Regions from separate parts of the Mus musculus genome. Here region 1 is linked to region 2. A link is a contact called in public promoter capture Hi-C data. All regions are on one chromosome and are shown on one strand. Each heading gives the region's core, a stretch centred on a gene start, on an enhancer-like site or on the middle of the called end of the contact. The rest is flanking DNA. Distances are from core to core; before and after follow the strand shown.

Region 1 (6,294 bases), core at 746-3,245, 500 kb after region 2:
GAAAATGTCTTATTGTACCATATTCATCCTTGTACTGATGTTTGGTGATTCAATGCCTATGTGGCAAGGTGAATAATGGTCATGTGATGTAGACTTAGGTATCGTTCAACTTCTCCATCTATCTGTCACCAGGGAGCTATTCTGAGTACCATAATAAAACCTCTCACTATCTGGCTCTATCACAGCCTGGAAATGAATCAGCTTTGTCCTGTATCCATGGCATATTGGTGACTTAACCATCAGACACTTGGTAGACATCTCAGTGATCAGATTAACTATTGTGATATTTCAATGCTTATGTTCTTGTTTCCCTTAGAACAGTGTGTAATTTTAAAATTGTACATTGTTTATTTCTACAGGGTTTTTTTTGTTTGTTTGTTTGTTTTTGTTTTTGTTTTTTTGGTTTTTTGTTTTTTTGGTTGGTTGGTTTTGGTTTTTTGAGACAGGGTTTCTTTGTGTAACCCTGGCTGTCCTGGAACTCACTCTGTAGACCAGGCTGTCCTGGAACTCACTCTGTAGACCAGGCTGGCCTCGAACTCAGAAATCCACCTGCCTCTGCCTCCCAAGTGCTGGGATTAAAGGCGTGTGCCACCACTGCCTGGCTACAGTTTTCTATTTAACAATTTTGACTATGATTTCTACAGGAACTTGAAAACACAGAAAGAGAAATTGTGGATAAGGAGGGACTACTGTATTTGCATGGCAGTGAGATTTTGTTTGGCTGAGTCATTCAGCCATGAGGAGGTAACATTGAACACTTTAGCTATTACAAATAATATGAATATGTGTACACATGCATTTGTATGAGTACCAGTTTTCAGATCTTTTGGGTTTTGACATACATTATCATGGGATGGTTCTACACCATTCCCCTCTTAAGCAGAAATCTGAGTTGTCTGTCTACAGCTTGGTGAGCAGTCATGGACTCTGAATACAGTGTCTTCTGATGGAATTCTAATTTTGCCACATATCAATTTCTTGTTCCCAAATCTCCAGATCGTCTTTCAGCTTTGCAAAGACATGGCCTTCAAAAAAACCTAGTTTTATTAAGCAGAGAAAATATGCCTCCCCCAAGACACAATTGACAACCTATAGCAACCATTATGTATGTAACAACAGACTTTTTTTTTTTCCTTTCTTGAGATAGATTCTTATGTATTTCTGACTGGCCTCTAATTTTCTCTGTAGTTGAGGGTGACTTTGTTTCTGATCTTCCTGCCTCCACCTCCTGAGTTCTGTGATTACACATATGTACCACCACTACCAGTTCAGATAGTGCTGATGAGGATGGAGCCCAGGAACCCAGGGAATACTAAGTAAACATTTCACCACCCGGGCCACATCCATAACCATGGTGTCACCTGCAGGCATGTGTTTTTCTGACTTACTTTCCCCCATGCAACACAGCAAAAGTCATTCTGATGATTTTCAAATTTCTAAGTGTTACAACTGATATCACCATCAATAATTTCAGCATCTTAACCATCATCATATTGGTGGTATTGAGTGTGGAACTGAAGACAGTAGTGAAAACACAGATGTCTTAAAAGTGAAAATAGCCCAGATGTTGAGGCCTTGAGTTCAATTCCCAGTACTGCAAAGGATAAAATAAGGGTAAGATTGCTGAGGTCTCAGCACTCCTCAGTTCCAGCTCACAAAGCTAGCTTTTTCCTAAGAAGTGAAGAGTAGTTGCTCTCTGTCCTTTCCACCCCTTAGATGCTTCCCTAAACTCCAGTACCAGCCAGTACCAGCTTTGACCTTAGCCTGCACCCAGGAAGAAACAGTCCTGTCTCATGCCTGGCAGCCCCTGTTCATCTGGTACCCACAGACATGCTGCACCAAGATGAACGGTAATACAGCCTCCCTCTGCATCACCATGTCCCCTCTTTGAATTCCATTGAAACATCACTTGACAATTAGGAGAGCACACTGGACAACATGCAGCAGGGACCCATTAAAACCTCGCTTTGGTGGATATAAAAATATACTCATTTTCACAGATTTAAATACATCTCGGTTCTCTGCAAAGGGCTGTATGACAGATGGCTTCAAAGCGAGTCACATTTACAAACAGCACACAAAAATATTGTTTAGCAGATTCTCAAAGAGTTCTTCAGATCCCTCCAGAGCCAGTCTTTTTCACCAACTCTTTTGCTTGTGATTTGCGGAGGCTCCCGAAAATGTCTCTGGACTTCCTAACAACATCTCTGTGTCTTTCCTGGGCTTCCAGAATAGGACAGTTCCAGAGCCCTGGAGGTGGCTCAAGTGGTATTTTAGAAAACATCATCTAAGCATGAAAATTAGCAATTCTTTACCCTAACATAATCTCTAACCCAAAACTTAGGGGGGTGGGAAAGAATACAAAGACTGTCATAGGCGTTATGAATCATGTGTACAGCTATTTAGTTTACTTCAAGTCCTCGAGCTGGCCAAAAGCCTGGTACTGTATGTAGCTCAGGCCTATAATCCCAGCATTTGAGAGGCAGGCTGAGAAGGCAAGAGATTAAAAGTTAGAGGTCAGCCAGAGTTATACAGTTCCAGACTGGGATATACAGTAAGAACCTGTCTCAAAAGCAATAGCAGGGGATGGGATGTAGGTCAGTTAATAGAGTGCTTGCCTAGCATAGCTGAAGCCCTGGGTGCCTATAATCCTAACACTCTAGTAGTGGAAACAAAAGGAATAAAAGTTCTGGACCAGCCTTTACTATACAGTAAGTAGTAGTACAGCCTGGGTTACATGAGACATTATTTCCAAAAAGAAAACACAGTTCCACACAACACCACCCACAGAGAACAATGATAAAAGATATGTTTCTGGACAACTCCTGTAAAATTGAAATTTACAACAAAGTCACACATTGAGCATAAATACTGAGCAAAAAATAGTCACAGTATGGGCCTTGTCCTCCAAGAGTGTCCAGCCTTGCGAAGGACCTAAACATTAACTCACAAGGCAGGCACTGTGTGTTAAATCCAGATAGGCAGTGTGTGGTGGGGTCACTGTGGGCAGGTCCAGACCAAAGGAGGTATTTATAACACAGGGGCCTCAAAGGGACAGATGGAGGAGTGAAGTCATACCAGAAATACAAAATGCCTTGAGTCCTTGCAGGTGTGTTAAGTTGGAGGCCTACAAGCCACGTGTGGCCAAGGATGGCTATGAATACACAAAACCATAAACTTATAAAAAACATTATGAGATAACGTTTTTTTTTTTGTAACATCAAAGGGTTGGATTCCCCTGAGAAAGAATGAGAAAGGTAGAAGCTAGGTAGAGAGAGAAAAGTAGAAGATGGTAGAGCTTGGAGGGAGAGTAGGAAAGAAGAAATGGGCAAATGAACCATAAGTTGAACCCTTAGGTCAATAGCATAGCCCTGTGTGGTTGGAAGGAAGGGGGCACAGTGGGCACGTCATCAGCACCCACCAGGTTACAGAGACTGCCCTCCACTTAGTGTCAGCCTTATCCTAAATCCACCAGGATTCATGGCATATTTAACACATGGATTGACAAGGAGAAGAGAAAGCCCGGGCAGAGCCCTGTTTCTGATTCATAGCACAACTGTGGCTTGTCAGCACTCCACAAGGAGTTGGTGCATTTTCAACTCTTCCACTGAAAATTTTCTGTTTTTTCCTCCCACTCATGTTCTAGAATTTTATTTATAACACTTTTTGGCCAGCTCTTTGAAGTGTGTGTGCCTCTGTGTGTGAGAGACTGAGAAACTAAAGTACTCTATTAAGCTTGGAGCTTCTGGAAAGCAGGCCCCACATACATTCCAAGTATTATAATTATGATCCATTATGCATAAGGAGCAGCAATATAGACGCCACCCTACCCCTACCCCCAGTTCTGGTAACACCATCTTACATCTGCCTCCTAAGCAGAATGTGAGTCTAGCCACAGCCTCTTGTCTGGTCCCAGGAAAGCTGCCTGGTCCCAGGGCCCTGAGGCTTTCTGGACCACTGACTCAGACACTAGAAAGGACTTCAGAGTCCCCAGTCTCAGTTCTTTGCTGGCAGATAAGTCAAGCACAAGGCACCCCATATGTCAAAGGAGAAAGAGGTCACAAGCTTCTCCAAGCTGCTGAGGAATGACAAGAAGACAATGTTCCCTTGGGCAAGGGTTATATTTTGGGTCCCCACCTAAACCTGGACAATCACACACCTATTCATGGGGTGAGACTCATGGAAGGACTGGTGGTCCTTCCTGCTACAGTGCAGGACTACTACCCAGACACAGGTTCTGCCTCTGTCCCACAGGGAGATCAAGCATTTAGACTGGCCTGTGGAGTAGCCTCCTACTCAGAGATTCATTGCTCCGGTGAAATCGATGGAATAGTCCAACAAGCCTATACTTGAGCTGCTGCTCTGCCCTTTTGTTCATAAGCGACCTTGGAGAAGTTAATCTTCCTAAGCATCATTTTACTTGTGTAGAAAATGGGAATAAAAATAGCTCCTTTCAGGGCCAATGAGATGGTTCAGTACTTGCTGCCAAACAAAATATACAAGAAGGAGCCGGCTGCACTCCTGTGATCCCAGCACTCAGGAGGCTGAAGCAGAAAAATGATAAAGGGTTCAAGGGCAGCCTGAGCTGTGTGCAGCCAATTAAACCAGGCTTGAGCTATAGAGCAAGACTCTGTCTCATAACAAACAAAGACCCACGATGAGTCTGTCTAAAGATCTAGTAATTCAAAATGGTTTAAGTCCATGTCCCAACTGGGTAAACACTCTGCTATAGGAAGATGGGGTTGAAGCGCAAAGCTTACAAGATCTGACATGTACATGTTCTTGTTTTTTGAGATTTATTTTCATCAACCTGAAGAAGAGCTCCAAGTTGGGCAGAGAAGTCTAGCAGTTTTCATTACTGCCTGCTTAAATGGAAAATGCCTTTTTAGGTGGGAAGATGGATGTCGCTAAACTAAAACTGGAGAGTCTTAATTGTTGTCATTTGCTTTGAAAGACATCTTTTCTACTGGAATAGCTTATCTCAGATAGTAAAGTGAAACATCAAGGTAAAGTGGCAGACATAGAGCCCTATGGAGCTGTTGTGATAAGTATTACTTCTGTTGCAATTACAGAGCAGGAAGCCAAAGGACGCTTTGGGGGATGGCCATGTGGTTCGGTTGGCTGAGTGGTTGTCCATTGTGCATATAAAGTCTGGGTTCAGACCTTAGCACCACACAAAAACAGGCATAGGGGTGGCTGCTTATATTTCCAGCTTAGAAGCAGGAGGATCAGAAATTCAAGACAAGTGCAAGGGCAGAGGGGGGAGGAAGGGAAGGGAAGGGAAGGGAAGGGAAGGGGAGGGGAGGGGAGGGGAGGGGAGGGGAGGGGAGGGGAGGGGAGGGGAGGGGAGGGGAGGGGAGGGGAGGGGAGGGGAGGGGAGGGGAGGGAAGGGGAGGGGAGGGGAGGGAAGGGAAGGGAAGGGAAGGGAAGGGAAGGGAAGGGAAGGGAAGGGGGAAGGGAAGGGAAGGGAAGGGGGAAGGGGAAGGGAGGGGAGGGGTGGGGAGGGGAGGGGAGGGGAAGGAAAAGGAAAAGGAAAAGGAAAAGGAAAAGGAAAAGGAAAAGGAAAAGGAAAAGGAAAAGGAAAAGGAAAAGGAAAAGGAAAAGGAAAAGGAAAGGAAACAGATTGAGAAGAAGAAGAGGCTTTACCATTTTTATCCTGGCCCACATAGCTGAACTCTAAGAGGAGAGATACTTTGCCTCCAAAGCCTACTCTGTCAACTCGGAAGCTGTGGAGAATTCCCCCATTGGAAGCCTCTCCAGAGCTGGTGTTTCTCAACCCGATCCTTGAGCCCAAGGCCCTCTAGGGAAAGAGCAGGAGGCCAGGGAGCCTAAAGTCTGTTGTAATTCCTCCAAGCCAAAAGTTAATGAGGCAGCAGGGAGGCCCTTCCTCTAGACACACAAAAGCAAGATTCTCCCCTCAAGGAACTTAGACTCTTTGCTCGGCTCTCATCCCCTCCCCATCACACCCACTTGTACATTTTTTTTTTTTTTTTAGCATCCTTGAGTCTTTTCTTGAGAGAATTGCCTGGCTGTCTCTAATTAGGCCTGTAAACTTACTGGAGACAAGGGCCCCTGGCCCTTTATGCCTTTTGTTTCCCTCTCCCTGCCACAAGAGCCTTACTCAGCCTAGGCAAGGCCTCTATAGAAGTTACTGACTATCTGACCTTGGGGACTTGGTCAACATCTGAATTTGTGTTAAGTGGCATTCACTGCTGGCTGTTCCTGGCTGGCTGTCTCACACAGAGTGAAAGAGACCACAATGTCTAAGTATGCCAAGGGCAGTTTGAGTAGGGA
Region 2 (6,801 bases), core at 1,623-4,122:
CTCACCAGAAGACCCCAATTTCACTCCCTGCAAGTAACTCAGCTAGACTCCCTGCCCTGGTCCAGATTTGTTTTCAAGGGCTCTGCAAAACAATAGCTCTGGCTGGATTGATTTCACTCCAAAGCAGCTCCTTTTGTCCACTTCACAGTACCCCATGACCTCCAGGAACTGCCATAACAGCTAAACCGAAGAAAATGCCTCCTCACTGGCTACAGATTATCCACAAACCAGTTTTTTCTATTTCATTCATTCCCTGTTGGCAAGAACCTGAGCTGACCATGGATGCTGAGGCTCCTGGATTTCTGAGCCTCAGAACAAGCTCCTAGCACTCCTATGACTCCTGAGCCCTATGCAGGGTCCAGAGCTACTTTCCTGGTCACCGAGCAGGCCAAGTGCGTCCTTATATTCGAAAAGTATGATGGACACTTCAAGTGTGGGCAACGGTAAGGGGCACAAGATGAGAGCCAGGAGCTCTCCCTGAGCGTCCCCAAACAGTGGCAGAATGACATCTGCTCTCCAGAGAAAAGTGGGGCCTGGAGGTAGGGAGGTGATAGAAGTCAGGGAAAGAAGAAAGAGAAAGGTGAGAAAGAGAGAGAGAAGAAAAGGGGAAAGGGGAACAGCAGATAGAAAGAGAAAGACCAGGAAAAAGGAAGGAAGAAGTAACCAACAGCAGACAAGATGGGCAGAGAATTTCCCACTAGAGAAAGCCAGAAACTAAAAGGGAGGGGAGGGGGAATGCTGGACGGGAATGGAAGGAGAACAAGCCTGGTCTTTGGGACCAGGTGCAGAAGGGAGGAGAGGATAAGGAGGATGGGCCTGAGAATCTGCATGCAGAGCACGGTTCTTTAGGACTTTCTAGTGCTCAGAGTGTAGTGTCCAGTCCTTGCGGCTGCTGGGCGACTTTCCAGGCAGCCAGGCCGCTTTCCCCACACTCACTCAGCAAGCAGGCTAACCTTCTGATGGGCAGACCGGCTGTCCTGGGCTGCAGCCCAGATGCTTCCTGACAGAGCAACTAAGATAGGCTCTAGTGTCTACCCAGCAGGGACTGGGCGCCAAGGTGTACACGGGGACCCACAGCAACTACAGAAACAGCCTTTCCCGCCCCTGGTTCACTGTGGCCCAGGTCCGTGACCACCCTTAAGGGACTCACTGAGACTCACCTGGAAGGTCTCAGCCTGGCGTCGCGCTTGCCATCCACCACCGCCGGCACGCAGCTGGTGAGCTCGGTCCAGTCGGCATGCAGCCCGCAGCTCCAGCCGGTGGAGAACCTGGAGAAGAGCCAGGTCTCCCTCTTACCCGGCCGGTGGCAAGTGCATTTCTTCTGCCCCACGCGGCACTCACATGGCTGCTCCAGCTGGATGTTGCGCACCAGGTGACGGCCAAAAGTGGTGCCCCCAGTCTTCTGGATGTGCAGGAACACGATCAGGTCATCGCCCTTGATGTCGAAGTCTACCTTGCGCAGGAGATCGCCGCGGCTGAAATTGTAGCGGGGTACAAACCTGGCCGAACTCTCATCCTCCGAGCGGTACGGATCCGGCACCGGGGAGCTGAACGCCTGCAGGCGGAGGAGCTGGCATTCTGTGCCGGGGCACACGTATTGGAGGACGATCACCGCAAATAGGAAGAGCATCACCAAAGCCAGCAGCAGCTTGTTAGATTTCTCATCCATGTTCCCGACGCTGGGGGAAACCCAAGCTCGTTACGTCAATCCCGCAGCTTGGCCCGTGCTCGCCTCGCTCCCGCACCGCCCCCTCCCCGTGGCGCCACCGTTGCGCCCCTTTCCCCTCCCGTCCGTACCGAGTACTCCACCACGGCGGCGGCGGCGCCCTTCCCCGCTTCCTTCCTTCCCGGCAGGCTCAGCGCTGTGGCTTCTGCCGCACACCCCCCCTCACCCCGACTCCATCCCGCTGGCCGTTGGCCCCCTCCCCCGCGGAAAAACCCCGACCCACTCCGCGGCCGCAGGATCCCTCCGGTCCTGGTCTCTCTACTCCCTAACTCACGCCACCCCTCTTCAGGCGCTGGGTGCTTCCCGCTCTCCTCTCTCGAGCTCCCATCCCCATCCCGTTGGCCCGCGGGACTCTCTGGGGCCCCGGACCCCATTTCCCTCCTTGTGCGCGAGCTGCTGACCCTAAACCCGGGCTCCCTTGGCGCGCGTCCCGTTGCTCACCGGGTGGCCTCTAGAAGTGAGCTGGGGCTTCGGGGTTCCCCAGGGGGAGAAGGAAGGAGCCCGCGGGCTGCCTGACTTTGCAAGCAGAGGCAGCGCAGCCCTTTCCCGCGGAACAGCGGTCAGTTGCGCGCTCAACCCGTCTCGAGTCCCCCAGCCCCGCCACCACCGGCACCCTGGAACTTTGAGCCTTGCCCTCGCTCCCAACTGCCTTCCCTCCTCCCGCCGCCCGGGCTCACCCTGGACCCGGAGCGAAAGCCCCACGTTCGCTCACCACGTACCTGGCCAAGGGACCGAAAATCTTGGAGAAGATCGCACTGAGCACGTGCTTGAGCGAGTGGCCCACGGCTGCCAGGCCCCGAGTGAGCAGGGCCCGGCAGAGGGAGCCCAGGTCCCAGCGTCGCCTGAGGTCGTGCATCCGCCTGCGGCGGCCTCGAGGCAGCAGCGCGAAGAGCGGGGCGCGCAAGGCTCCCGCCAAGGAAGAAAATGCCTTTGGGGGCTTGTCCTGGAGCGGCGGGGAGTTGAATCCGAGAGACACACCCCTAGGAGGGCCGGCGCGGACTGAGGCGGCAACAGACCCGGGCCGGCTTGCTGCCAATTCGGCCTCTACTCTGGAATGCCGGCGGGGACAGGTGGTGCGGGCGGGCGCTCCTTGCTCCGGTTGCAGTGGCGGCCCGAGCGCCCGGGCTGCAAACGCAGGCAGTGCCATTCCCCCCTTCAGGCAACTCAGGGTACTAAGGATCAGGAGCGAGCCTGAATTTATATAATAATGCCTCGCGCCCAAGAGCCCCAGCCACTTCACAAGCAAAAGACCTGGGTTTTCTCCTGTGTTGGAGAACGGAGGTCACTCCAGAGAGCGCATCACTCCACTTTGGCTCATAATTTCAGCCTCCCTTAAAATAGCAAAGGCGCAAATTGGACCCTTTCCCTCTCTCTTTGCCAATTTCCATTCTGCAACGGAAGAGGGGGGTATTTTCTGAAAAGGTAAGTCAGCATGGCAATAAAGCATGACTAAAAAACCTTACACGGGGGATTTTTGAGCATTTTCAAAGCACTCTCACTCTAATTCCTGTCCCCTTATGAATCTCATGCACCAAGCCCACCGCCCTCAGAAAGATTTCACTCACTCACTACCGTTGATTGAATGGATGGATGTCTAACTACACACCACATCAGAGTCAGACCATCTTGCTCAAGGTGTTGTGGCATATGAAGAATCTGAAGCCCAGAGAGAATTAGATATGCACCCAAGGTCACACAGCACAGAACCGGGATTTATTCTCAGAAAACCAAGCACGATCCAACCTTTTAGTTTTTTCATAATTAGAACATGTCTCTAAATAAATATGTATGGGTTTATTATCAAGCCCAGTTGTCCAAGGGCTCTTTTCATCTGGGAAAACAGGGCTGCAGAGATTTAAGAAGGGATATTCCTTCAGAACAAGGCCCCTGGCAAGCTGGGTCGCAGACATTTCCTAGCTAATGAATGGGGGAATGTGCAGTGCATGAAGACACTGGAGTTTCCATTACTGAACATGCACTCCCAGCCTAACTGATGCACAAGATGTGTGGGTTAGCAGCAATGTTTCAAAGTAGTAGCACCGGTGGTGGTGGCCACTGGAAAAGGATGCTGTAAGCTGAGTGCTAGCTAGTATAGGGGTGTTTCTCTCCAGAACATTATCTCCCTTGCACAGTGGAGCAGCATGCAAAGCCTGATTCAGGAGCCCTTGGGATTATTCCACTTGCTTACAGAAACTATGGCAAAATAATTTGCCCTTCCTGAGGCTCAATTTCCTCTTCTGTCACATAAGACTAATAGTAATGCCTCCATTTTAACCAATTAGGCTAGTGTGAGGATAAAATGTAGAAACCTTTAGGCAACTCAAAATACTAGGTGATGTTTATCTGCAATGCTTCTTGCCTAGGTGTACCAAATGAGTGTGAGGCTAGTTAAAGAAGGGTTCTTGTCAGGCCATTTTTTTTTAACTGTCACCTAGCCCTTCTACTCAGAATCCCCAGTCCTAGCTGTACTTACCCATGCCCCAGGGAATCTACAGGGACACTAAAGGATTCTTTGTCTAGCTGCTGCAGGTGTCAATACTAGGTGTCAACACAATCTTTTGGAAATACTCCATTCATGGCATCCCTGCATCTCTGGCCCTGATCTCTAGGAGCAAAGTTGTACAAAGGAACTGGATGCTGCAGTACACAAAATAGACCTTGGCTCCCCAGAAAGCTCCCCTGAGTCTGTGGAATAGGCCCTACTCCCCGCTGGGGGCAGGTAAGGATGTAAGCCCTGAAGCAACAGGGATCACCATTTCCATGGCCACCCACACAGTGGCCTCTTTGGTTGACACAGTAGGTAGCTATCCTCCTCAAGGACAGCACATAGAAGGTTCCTCCAGTCACGTTATCAGCATTATAATGGCATTCAGTAGATCCTTAAGAAAATACTTTGTGAAACTGGTGGTTCACACATTCAAGCCCACAGGTACTAATTATGGAATTTCTATTTAAGAAGGATTAATGGGATTGGAATATGGGAAAGGAAATTACCTTGGGTTGAAGGTAGATGAAGGTGGTGAGCAGCACCAGGGAAAACCAGGATTTTCCCAAAAAAGAAACCTGTGCAGAGATGTAAACACACACACACACACACACACACACACACACACACACACACAGGCAAATAGGGAAAGGGTTAGTCAGGTTTATCTCTGCAGAGCCAAAGGAAGAAAACTGCAGTTTCTGAGATACAGTACTCTGCTAACACATTATTAATGTGAATATATACAACAGCTCAGTGAAGTAGACTTCCATATACACACCATTTCTTGACCCTCCCCCCTTCATGTTTGTGAGACAAAAAAAAAAAAAAAAAATCATGGGGGCCAGCAGATGGTTCAGCACCTGCTGCCAAGCCTGACTATCTGAGTTCAATCCCTTAGACCCACATGGTGAAAGGAGAGAACCAATTATCTCAAGTTGCCATCTGACCTCCACAGGAACAGAAATGCTCTCGTGCATGCGTGTGCACACACACACACACACACACACACACACACACACACACACCTCTAAATAATAAAATACTGATAGCAAAAAATAAATCTCAAAATGTTGGTTGCTTTGAGATACATTCTATGTAGTCCTGGAAGACTTAGAACATGCTGTGTCGACCAGATTGAACTTGAACTCACAGAAATCCTGCTGCTTCTGCCTGTTGAATGATGGGATAAAGAGCCTGAGTCCCTGAATCTAGCTCATAATGTTTTAAGCAAATTTATCATTTTTTCTTGGACCACATTCACAGCTATTCTCAGCAAGCTGGCTGCAGACTGCAGGTTGGACACACAAGAGTGTTTCTTCCAGAGAGATATTGAGATGGGAGGTGAAGTGCAAAAGAGCAGGCTGAATTGTAAAGTCTTTGGCTTTCTATCTCCTTGGAGGAACTTTAGTTGCAGTAGGTATAAGCATGTAGGTTTCAGTACTTGGAAGGTAAGGAGGACATTGCAGTCTGAGCAGAGCCTCTGATTAATTCCAAAATGTGGTGAGGTTTTCAGTATTTTTCACAGAACTGTCCTTCAATGATTTTCAACAAAAGGTTGATGATTCAGAGAGCACAAAGGTCAGTCTGGCTTGTATAGTAAGTGGAGTGTGAGAAGCCCTGCATCTGGGTGCTTGAGACTGAGAGGACAACAGGCGGCTCTGGCAAGAGTCCTTTGTTATAAGCATGAATCTGAATCCAGAGGGCACCCACTGAAATGGCCAGGTTCTTTTGTCACAGAACAAAGAAGTGAAGTAGGGACGCGTGGATTGTGATAGAAATAGTTGCAGTCCATTAAGAAAGACAATGGTGCTCTTGAGAATGGGTGAGATCCCAGGCTCAAAAATCCCATCTCCCCACAATGACCCTTTCTAGGTCACTGCTGCTTTCTCCCACACTTGCAGATTGCTTGCATTTCCCTGGGATGCTCTGCTTGGTTACAGACAGCCCAGGTGGGGAGAGGTTAGGGTCCTTCAGTCACTTGACTGCTTTCATATGCTAATCCTGATGTCTTTCTCTCTGCCCTAGTTTCTGAGCACACCTTGACTAGGATGCTAAGAACACCTAGTAGGCCAGGGAAACCACTTCCTTGCTGGGCTTCTTTTGTCCCCTTTGTGTAGGACAGCAAGGTTAATGAGATTCAAAGAGAACTTTTTTTGATCTGATAATGCCAAGACCAAAGTTACTTGTCTGCTTCAAGAGCCAAAATGCCACAGGCAGTGGGAGAAAGTTTGGATTCCTGGTCCTCAAAATGAAATTCTATAGCATTCTGTGGCATTAGCGACACAGGATCTCAGCAGTTACATTTGTTGTGGGCCTATAATACAGTAGCAACAGCAGGGTCTCCTGTTCAAATTAGAATAGAAATAGTGGAAACAATATTAGAGAGAGTGTGTCACATTTACTACAAAGCATAAAACAGTATGCTTTCTCCTCATCCTGAGTATTCGCGTCAACCCCGTTTTTCCAGCTGTCTATAATTTTTGAAAATGCTCATATTCTCAATAATAGGCAATTTTTGTCACAAAGATTGAAGGCATGCAAATGGTAGTGCCAATGCATTCTGTATTTATGTGTCTCTCCAAACTGA

What was found. Promoter capture Hi-C pulls out the DNA fragments that hold promoters and counts their contacts.
Region 1: a contact with region 2 is called in a promoter capture Hi-C map of hippocampal neurons, with 2.6 times the contacts expected there. The contact joins the enhancer-like site here to the promoter of Hs6st2 in region 2. A contact is called at or near these places in 1 of 39 promoter capture datasets (hippocampal neurons) and 1 of 115 datasets of contacts at active chromatin or transcription factors (embryonic forebrain).

Annotation. Positions count from the first base shown.
Region 1 is chrX:52,177,951-52,184,244 of GRCm38.p6, forward strand. No RefSeq gene overlaps it. Among named protein-coding and RNA genes, the nearest start is that of Gpc4, 16 kb to the left of the region's middle. Within about 2 kb of position 1,996, at least 4 of the 459 cell types and tissues checked have an H3K27ac peak or open chromatin away from gene starts, as enhancers often do. A contact at or near this core is called in hippocampal neurons, where this site is marked.
Region 2 is chrX:51,678,730-51,685,530 of GRCm38.p6, forward strand. Hs6st2 (heparan sulfate 6-O-sulfotransferase 2) reads right to left here and starts at 2,873. Exons shown (of 5, transcript NM_001077202.2): 1 at 2,446-2,873; 2 at 1,161-1,679. The coding sequence starts at 2,873. Gm35727 (a long non-coding RNA gene) reads left to right here and starts at 3,028. Exons shown (of 3, transcript XR_391681.3): 1 at 3,028-3,148.